Regions from separate parts of the Mus musculus genome. Here region 1 is linked to region 2. Evidence: chromatin contacts called from public HiChIP or PLAC-seq data. All regions are on one chromosome and are shown on one strand. Each heading gives the region's core, a stretch centred on a gene start, on an enhancer-like site or on the middle of the called end of the contact. The rest is flanking DNA. Distances are from core to core; before and after follow the strand shown.

Evidence for each region. HiChIP or PLAC-seq counts read pairs in DNA pulled down with a chosen protein or histone mark.
Region 1: an SMC1A HiChIP or PLAC-seq map of large pre-B cells shows a contact between it and region 2, with 9 times the contacts expected there. The contact joins two enhancer-like sites.

The regions. Positions count from the first base shown.
Region 1 is chr13:83,110,155-83,114,681 of GRCm38.p6, reverse strand. The region is part of intron 1 of Gm33073 (a long non-coding RNA gene); the gene reads left to right. Among named protein-coding and RNA genes, the nearest start is that of Gm33073, 8.1 kb to the left of the region's middle. Within about 2 kb of position 1,766, at least 66 of the 459 cell types and tissues checked have an H3K27ac peak or open chromatin away from gene starts, as enhancers often do.
Region 2 is chr13:82,069,253-82,074,355 of GRCm38.p6, reverse strand. No RefSeq gene overlaps it. Among named protein-coding and RNA genes, the nearest start is that of Gm24295, 21 kb to the right of the region's middle. Within about 2 kb of position 1,710, at least 9 of the 459 cell types and tissues checked have an H3K27ac peak or open chromatin away from gene starts, as enhancers often do.

The DNA of each region.
Region 1 (4,527 bases), core at 517-3,016, 1.0 Mb before region 2:
AGGAAAAAATCAAAAGCAGAAAGCTGGTGAGAATGTATTTGAATGAGGGGCCATGTTGCAACCTCAGTAAGCAGCAGAACTTTGCAACTTCACTGATACAAGAAAAGGGTTACAAAATGCCCCTCTGTGACTAAGGAAAGTTGCTGACGTCAGGAGTGTGGCAGAAATGTTTCTGCATGGAGATCAAGAAGAGCTACTTCATGAAGCTACAAAAGTGAAGTCTGGACTGCCTTGGAGATGTCCATGAAGCCAGAGCCATGGAGAACCTGTTGAAAGAAGCTGTTAAAAGGGAGTAGAAACAACTAAAGAGGAAGATGTATTTTGTAGTCAACAAAGCTAAAAGGACTTCGAGATCTGAAACATACTTTGAAGATGTAGAGCTTGGAGTTTTCTCAGCTGTTTTTAGCCATGGTCCAGTGTTTCTTCATGGTGTTCCCTTTTCTCCCTTTGGGACTTGCAATGTCTATTCTATACCACTGTTTGTTGGAAAGTATGGTGAATCTTTTAAATTAAATTTCTTTTAATTTTGATTTTATAGAAAATTAGGGTAAAAAGAATGCCACCAGTCCTCAAAAGGAGTGTGAACTTTATGCTTTTAAACAATGTTGAGACTGTGCTAAACTATGGGGATATTCTAAGTTGAACTGAATACATATTTGCATTATGATATGGCTATAAGCCTATGGAGGCCAGGGAGTGGAATGTGGAGGTTTAAATAAGAATGACCTCAAATATATAAGCTTATATATTTAACTGTTTGTTAGCCAAGGAGTGGCACTTGTAGCCTTGTTGAAGAAAGTGTGTCACTGTGGGTTAGGTATGAGGTTTCAAATATTCAAGCCTGCTCCAGTGATTGTCTCTTTCTGCAGCCTGCTGATCCTGACGAAGCATCTGCCTGCATGTCAACATGCTTCTACATGACAAGTGACTAAACCTCTGAAAGTACAAGGTGGCTCCAACTTAATGTGTTCCTTTATAAGAATTGCCATGCTCATAGTGCGTCTTCACGGCAACAGAATACAGACTAAGACACAAAGTGTGCATTGATTGCTTAAACACACACACACACACACACACACACACACACACACACACACACACACACACGAGACAGAGACACTTGAAAAAGCACTTCTATTTGTTGAAGATGTGGCAGACCGCTTGCAATGTTTTGCTTCAGGCCTAGTGTTTTCTGGGATTTCATCTCCAGGTTCTACATTTATGGCTTTGCCCTCTCACAGATGACAGGTTTGCTCAAGTGAGAGGAAAATAACTTAGGTGAATCCATATATTAATGAAGGGTAAAGGGATAAAGCTAGTAGTCTATGTTCAAAGTACTATGGTTTTAATTTTAAGTGTCTTTGCTCTCAGACACAGGCATAATTAATCCAAAAATTGATGCCCCTGAACTCCTTTGGAAAGTTTTCTCTGTATCTAGGCATTTTTTCAGTCAGCAAATTTCTGGAAGTTTGACATCAGTGAGTTCTCACAGGCCTTCCATACTTTGTTGTTGTTTATTCCACTTGACGAATTTATAACATGAGGTCACACTCTATCCATGAAGCTTTGCTTTCCATCTGTTCTCCATCTTTACTCTATTATTAGTCCAGGCTTCTGGGATTTTGATCCTGCTTCATTTCCAGGACCCTTGTTGACGTCAGTGAGCACCCTAGGCAGAGGACTGCATGGTAATCAGCATGGCTCCACAGACTGTCTACAGAAGAACGCTTGGTCTCTGTGATACTGTGCGTTCGTTGGATGAACTCCTGCTTACTTCCTATGAGCAGTGGAGCTCACACCGAATGTTTAATGCAACCTCCAGTACAGGATGATATACTTGCTTCACCACCTATGTGTATTGACTTTCTGCTAAAAGGCTTTTATCATAAATTTAAAGAATTACCCAAATACATCTCAGGCTGTTGCTGAGAATGCAAGGTTTTTAACTATGTTTCTCCTACATTGATTTCAGTTAATATATTTTAACCACCCCCTTATTTTACTATGCCTTTTAATTTGTTATTCATTTGTTTCAAACCAGAACTTTACAGAAGCACTCTAGACCCACAGGAACTGAAATAGTTTGCTTTCATTATCTGGTAGACCTTCTCGAGTCAGTAGCCCTGGCAGAAACCACAAAACTGTACAAACTGGCAACTGTGGGTTTGTCTGTTCTCTATTGATTCTATTTCTAGAAACACACACACACACACACACACACATCAATGAATAAGCTATGTGATGGTACTCTTTAAGCTACCATCAGAAGGGGAATAGGGACATTTTGCAAGCAGGTCAGGATGGGACCTAAGGTTTTTAATTTGCATTTATGCATGGATTTTGATAGCAGTTCTACAACCTGATTTGCCGAAGTCTATTATTTCTAAATATGCTATTAAAATTGTGGAGCACCATGAATCAAATTGTTTAAAATCTAATAAGCTTCATAATAAAATGCTCATATTGACTAGTTTGAATACTTACTTTTTTTTTTCTTCTGAGAACTGCAAAGCAACTCCACCATAATTTTTTAAGGGAAAAATGCACTTATATATTTTTAAAGACTGAGAAGCTGTGACCCTTGAATTGTTCTCCTCTGTGATCTATCACTATGTAGAGTGTTATTTACTTAATAATTTTATTAATTAATTTTGTTATATTGCATGCCCTAGTGAAAAAATTCTGAGTTTGGCTTTAATAGCTGTGTGCCCTTGGACCTTTCTTTTCTCATCCATTAAATACTAAATGATCAAAAAACCTCTAGTGACTGTCCTAATATGCAAATTCAAAACCAGTCTTTGACAGCACAGGAGAAATATCTATAGTGGAAAAGATCATAGGTAGTGGAGAACAGAATACTGTGAAGTACACACATGCCTTCATACACATATACACGTTCAACAGAAAAACCAAAATAGCTCCTCTCTCCTCCTCCCCCAACAATGACAATGCAGCCATCTGTTGGATGTTCCACTTCACTTAGCAGCTGCTCTCAGATACAGAAATCTGCATTCCTGCAGCTTGTGTGGTATGCGGGCAGCATGTGTGGGTACTAGAATTTGACACTCCCACCCAAAGGAATGGCTTTCATTGAATAAAAATGATCACAGGGGCTTCTTATTCTCCCACCTCACAAATGCCTGTTTCCTGACCATTGGTATTTGGGCTATCTCTACTCTTTTGTCTATTAAAATGACTGTCTTAGACATTTCACATCAAGCAAGGATCTAAAATTGAAGAGGGCACTAGGGAAGGGGTTTAGTAAAACTCGTGGCCTGCCAGAAACTCACTCATGAAGAAGAGGGAGCACAGCAGCTGGAACATAAACTTCCATATGACTTTTATTTTGCCCATACCCCCAGCAATGTACTTAAGTACTGAAGAATAACCATTGTTGAAGTGGAATGTAGGAGGCTTGAAAAGCAGCATTAATCTTAACATCAAACTTGGAGAAAATATACACAATGAACCTAAAATAAAGCATAAAATGAACTTTTCTGAATAGTCCCCTCCACAGACCATCTTTCCCATGCTGACATTTGTCTTATGCATATATGTTATATAAAGGCATGTCGTTTTATTTTTTTGTACTTATAGAGGTTGTGAGGAACAGCAGTTACAATCACAAACAAGAAAGTGTTCTGCAGTCTCTCGAAGAGAACCTTGTATAAAATTGGATCCTCTTTTGAGTGCATAATTTAGGACATTTGTTACAAGATTACTGTGGTTTTCTATAAATGTTAGTTTGCTGTATTATTTTCCATGAACTAGTTTTCCAAAACGCAGAATATTTTGCCCCCAAAACATGGAAGCACTAAAGCTCGATGAGACTCTGATTCATGGGGTGTCACCCAGAAACAGCTGGTCAGCCATCTGCAGCCCCAGAGTCCTCTTATTCTTACTATATTCAGCTAATTCTTTATGGAGAGGGGAGGAAGACACATAAATCCTGGGAGAAAAGGCATGGCTTGTGTGAGAAATGAGGACTGACTTGTGCCAACGAAGGGCTGGTGGCCTGATGTGCTAATTGGGAAGGCCTCCTCTCATGCACACTAGACTCACAACTCTTCACTACGTTTGCACTATTTTCTTTGCATCCTTTTCTTTGGAGAAGGGAAAGAAATGATGATATGCCATTGATTGTTTTGTGGGAATTGGTCCAGATGAAACCTCCCTCTGGAGACATAACCAAACATTTCAAAGCAGTCCTGAGTGTGCAAGACCAAGGACAAGCCTGGTATTCTGACCTGTGTGCTTGTCCTCTCATCTCTCAAGTGCACTAAACTAGACCTTTTTAAAGCAATAGATCTTGTGGTAAAGCATGTTGGGCATAACAAATAATACAAGATTAGGAGTTGTTTTTTTTTTTTTTATTTTTGTCAGAAACATTATGGTAAAAAAGTAAAATTTTAGGCAACATTCCTTTACTTTAAAATTGGTAATCCTGTATTAAAGTTGTGTGCACCCAGAATTACCTTTTTGTTTTGCTTTATTATTATTATTATTATTGAATTGGCAAGGGACCCT
Region 2 (5,103 bases), core at 461-2,960:
CTGAAAATATATCTTCTGTTTAATGCCTGCTCTTACCTCCAACAATTAATATTGCTAATCCGGATGAAGGGTTTTTCTAGTTTTCTTCCCTGCTGTACCATCCATGGGAATTACAATGCCTGATATAGGTAGCTTCTTGGCAGGAATATGTTAAATGGATGATTTTTTTTCTACTTAGAAATGCCTTTCTCAGTTACCTAAAAATAATTAAATTATGAAATACTCTAAAATTCAAGATTCCTCCTAACTCGGATCTGATTTTTGCTCATTTAGCCTGAAAGAGTGCAACTCTGTTATGAAGGATAACATGGAGCCCTATAAAAGTGCTGTAATATATCTTTCTTAGAAATCTTACAATATATTTTCTAAAAAAATCAGTCTAATTTGTTCTTTCAGTTTTATTTGAGGTCTGAGAAGATCCTAATTATGATAGCATTGTTTAATAATTACAATGGCTCATACAGTTATCTAATACTAAAGCTTCAAGTTCCATTAATTTTATGTTAAAGTTAGTCACCAAAGCTAAATGCGATAGTTTTAAAATGTGGCCACAAGTTCTTGATATACTTCTTTTAGAAGCCAGAGTCCATATTTGACATTTGAATATGGGACAGCCTATGACTGTCAGACCACAAACTTCTCAGGTCACAATAGGTTATGCAACCTCTCCCTCATTCTCTGTGATGCTTACTCCTGTGTAAGACAAAGACTACAGATGTCTGATTACTCTGGGATTTCCACAGTGAAGCCCAGATAAGTTTCCAACTGTCTTAGTTTTGTTTCCTGTTGATGTGATAAAACACTCTGACCAAAGCAATTTAGGATAGAAAGGGTTTATTTCAGTTCACAGTTCTCAATCATGTGCTATCACACCAGGGAAGTCATAGCAGCAGGAACTAGAGACAACTGGTCACATGGTATCCTTAGTCACAGGAAGAAAACAATTAATCCATGCATGTTTTGTGCTTTGCTGGCTTTCTCCAAACTAAATCCCAACCCCAGGGCATGGTACCAATCACTTTTAAGTTGGGTCTTCCCAACATAATCAAGACATATTTCTGTGGGTCACCTTGATTCAATAAATACTTCATTGCTTCAATGCTTCATGTTTCTCAGTGAAAGACACACACACACACACGGCCTTTATATTCTAATATGTCTTATCTGCACAATAAATGGGCCACTGCCTAGCCTCCACTGCCTCCCACCAATAATACTGAGCTACCCCTTATTAAATTCTGCGTTGTATCCTGGCTGCCCTGGACTTAGTAGGGCAGCCCTCTGGGCCACACTCTCCTTGCTTCTTCATAAGGCAGTCATGCCTCTCAGCCCTCCACTCTTCTCAGGCATGGTATGTCTCCTCTCCTCTCCTCTCCTCTCCTCTGCTCTCTTTCTTCTCTTTCTTTCCTTCTTCCTCTCCTCTCCCAAGCCCAGGAATCCTAATGTCCTGCCTCTTTCTGTCTGTCTCTTCTTCCCAGCTATTGGCTGCTGCCATCTTTATTTACCAATCAAGATTAACTGGAGGCAGGGTCCCTCAGTGTCTTATATGAGTTTTCTCCCATACAAACAATTTTGAGGACCCAAATTAACATTAGAATACAAACAGCGTTAGGCCAAACCCACTACAGGAAGTAACTTAGTATGCATGGATAAGCAATTCATACACCAGAAATGTAAGCTGGGTTACATATCTTTTGGCCTATAGTATATTATTTACATCCTGACCACAGTTTCCTTCCTCCCCTCTCAGTTCTTTCTCCCCCCTTCCCTCTTCCCCAACACTACACCCACTCCACTTCCACTTCTCTGCAGGAAAGGACAGACCTCCCATGTGTATCAACCAGCCATGATATATCAAGTTGCAGTAAACTAAACACCTCCTCTCCTAATGAGGCAGGATGAGGCAATTTAATAGAAAGTAAAGGTCCAAAAAGTAAGCAACAGAGTTAGAGACGGGCCCGGCTCCCACTGTTAGGAGTCACAAAGAAGACTAAGCTACACAATTATGATATACGTACATAGGGCCCATGCCAGTCCTATACAGAGTTTTTGGTTGGTAGTTTAGTCTCTGTGAGCCCTTATGTTCCCATGTTAGTGAATTCTATGAGTTTTCTTGTGGTGTCTGTGACCCCTCTGGCTCCAAAAATCCTTCACTACAGCCCCCATCCCCCACTCTTCTGCAGGATTTCCCAAGCTCTGCCTAATGTTTGGCTATAGGTCTTTATATTTGTTTATATCAGTTGCTGGGTGAAACCTCTCTGATGACAATTGGGCTAGGGACCAATCCTAGGCATATACCCAAAGGACACTTGCTAACATATGGTTATAGCAGTTTTACTCATAATAGCCGAAAACTGGAAACAACCTAGATGTCCCTCAACTGAAGAACAGGTAAAGAAAATATGGCACATCTACACAATAGAATATCACTCAGGTGTTGAAAACAATGACATCATGAAATTTACAGGCAAATGGATAGAACAAGAACATCATTCGGAGTGAGGTAATCCAGATCCAGAAGGACAAACATGGTATGCATTCACTTTTAAGTTGATATTAGCTCTAAAGTACTGGATAACAGACTCAGAGAAGCTAAGTAACAATAAGAGCTCAAGGGGGAAATGCATGAACCTCCCTGAAAAGGGGAAATATAATATGTCATATTTTCTATGTTGTTCTAATTTGTTCATGGTAAGAAACGATATGAGTAATATTTTAGTGTGCTTTATAAGCATTAACTCTATAAGCAAAGAACCTTATAGTACTATTGACTTTGATGTGCTCAAAGGCAGTGCTCCTTGGTTGCATCTTACCAAGATGCTGTAGTCAGACTATGGGACTACAGTCCAGCTTTGGTCCATCTGTTCAATATGAGGATAAAACATATGCTCCCTTGTCCGCAATGCTCAATGTACATACCCTGTTTTACATTATGAAAACAGTTAACTGAACCCCCCCAGTGAGAATGGCAAGAAGAGAAAGAAGCCTAAGACGTGTGAGTATTCTTTTCACACCATGTTTACTGAAACAAACAAGATTTTTTTTATCATCTGCAGCATATATTTCAAGATTTTCAAATTTTTTAATTATGTATGTGCATGTATGTATGCTTGGATGCAAGTGTGTATGCATGTTTGTGTGTGTCCATTTGCATGTCTGTGTACAAGTATGTATGCATTTGTACATGTTGTGTACATGTGTGTGTGCATGTGTGCCTGTAAGTGCTGGTGGCAAAGGTATTGAATCCTCTCTGGAGCTGAAGTTACACGTGGTTGTAAAATTCCTGAAGTGAAAGCTGAGAACTGACCTCAGGTCCTCTAAAACAACAGTATGGGTTCTTAATCAGTGAGCCATCTCTTGAGCCCAACATCAACATATTTTAGAGTATATTTTGTAACTTCTATCAATACTTCTTAAATTTTGTAATGATAATTGAGATTTGTTTGTTTACATTTCCCTTTTCTTTTTCTTTTCTTTTCTATCAAAAAGATGTAAATTAGTCACAAAGGGAAAATAGATAAGCAAAACAGAAAATAGAGAACAAAACTGAAGTCTGAAGTCTGCAAACGTTTTCCTATGAAGGACAAGTGGTTTCTGCTTTGAAAAGCATGTGCTGAGAGTCATAACTCTCTCTTCAACACAGGAGAGAGTCTAAGCTCTGCTCTCCACCACAAAAGCAGCCACAACCAAGCTTAAGTGACTGGGTTCGTCTGTTCCATTGAGACTTCATTTATAAAACTAAGTGGTAGGCCAGAGAAAGCCCATAACACTACTTTCCAACACCTGTTGGGCCGTGTTGGGAATCATGTGCAAGCAGAGGTGAAATAAGGCCGTGCTTACTCAGAAACAGGGGGATGTCCAGCATGAGAGTCTTGTCACAATAGAATGGTTTCATTGCACACTCAAGTAATGCTATCTACTTTAACAATAATTTTGACTTAGAATGGAGTCCATAAAGGGCCTAATAAGTCATAACACAGCTTTTTGTTTCTACAGTTTGCTTCACTAGGGCCTTTCTGAAGTTGATTCTGTAATTCAGGGAATAAATGCCATTCTAGATCAACAGAACAACAAAAACACCAATCTCAACATTTGACATCATAGAAAGACTTTTTCAACTCATCACCAAGTCCCCCTAAACGTGGTATTCTCGAATTGTATGAAAGATTTTCTGTTTTCAAACCCCTTTGAAAAGTCCCCCAGTATTAAAATAATAAAAGACTTCTTTTTGCCAGCTAGATGCATATAATATTCTTTCAGAAGGACAGCATTTTTACTATCTCTATAGGGTTCAAGCTATCCAACATTCTTTTTTTTTAAGAATTATTTATTCAGTGTGTGTGTGAGTGTGTGTGCCTGAGTATGTGTATGTATATCATGAGTATGCAGTGCTCATAGAGATCAAAAGAAGGTGTTGGAGTCCCTGGAGCTGGAGCTCCAAGCAGTTGTGAGCTGCCATGTTCATGACTGTGCCAGGAACTGAACCAGGTCCTCTGTAAAAGCATTAAATGCTTTTAACCACTAACCCATCTCTCCCTCATAAATGTTCTAGTCACACTGTCACCTATGTAAAGCTGCACCACTGCCAAAATTCTAGCCATATGGGGGTAAAGAGACATGAGTAAGAGATGCAGAGACCCAATCTACACTTGAAGGCGCACAATGGGTAGTGAGTTACATTTGATTTTAAATTCAAAATGAGTGCCTTGTTAAACAAAAATATTGGGTTTTTTCTGTATTAAAAGTAAATAGACTTTAGCTGAGATTTCCAAAGAGACTATCTAAGGATATTATATATATATATATATATATATATATATATATATATATATATATATGTATACACACACATACATGTCTGTATGTGTATGTGTAGGTAATAGATTGAATGAACTGATAAAGGGATGGACTAATTAAAAATTATAAAGTAGTGCTATAATGTCCTATGAATATATACATGTGCATGCACCATAATAATTACAAAATGCAAAGTACCAACATAATAACATTACTCTCAGTCATTTCCATCTAAACAATAGTGGCTTTTGAAGCTTTTTCTTTGAAAGCTCATAAAATTATCCACAGTGAAGAATCCAAATTGCC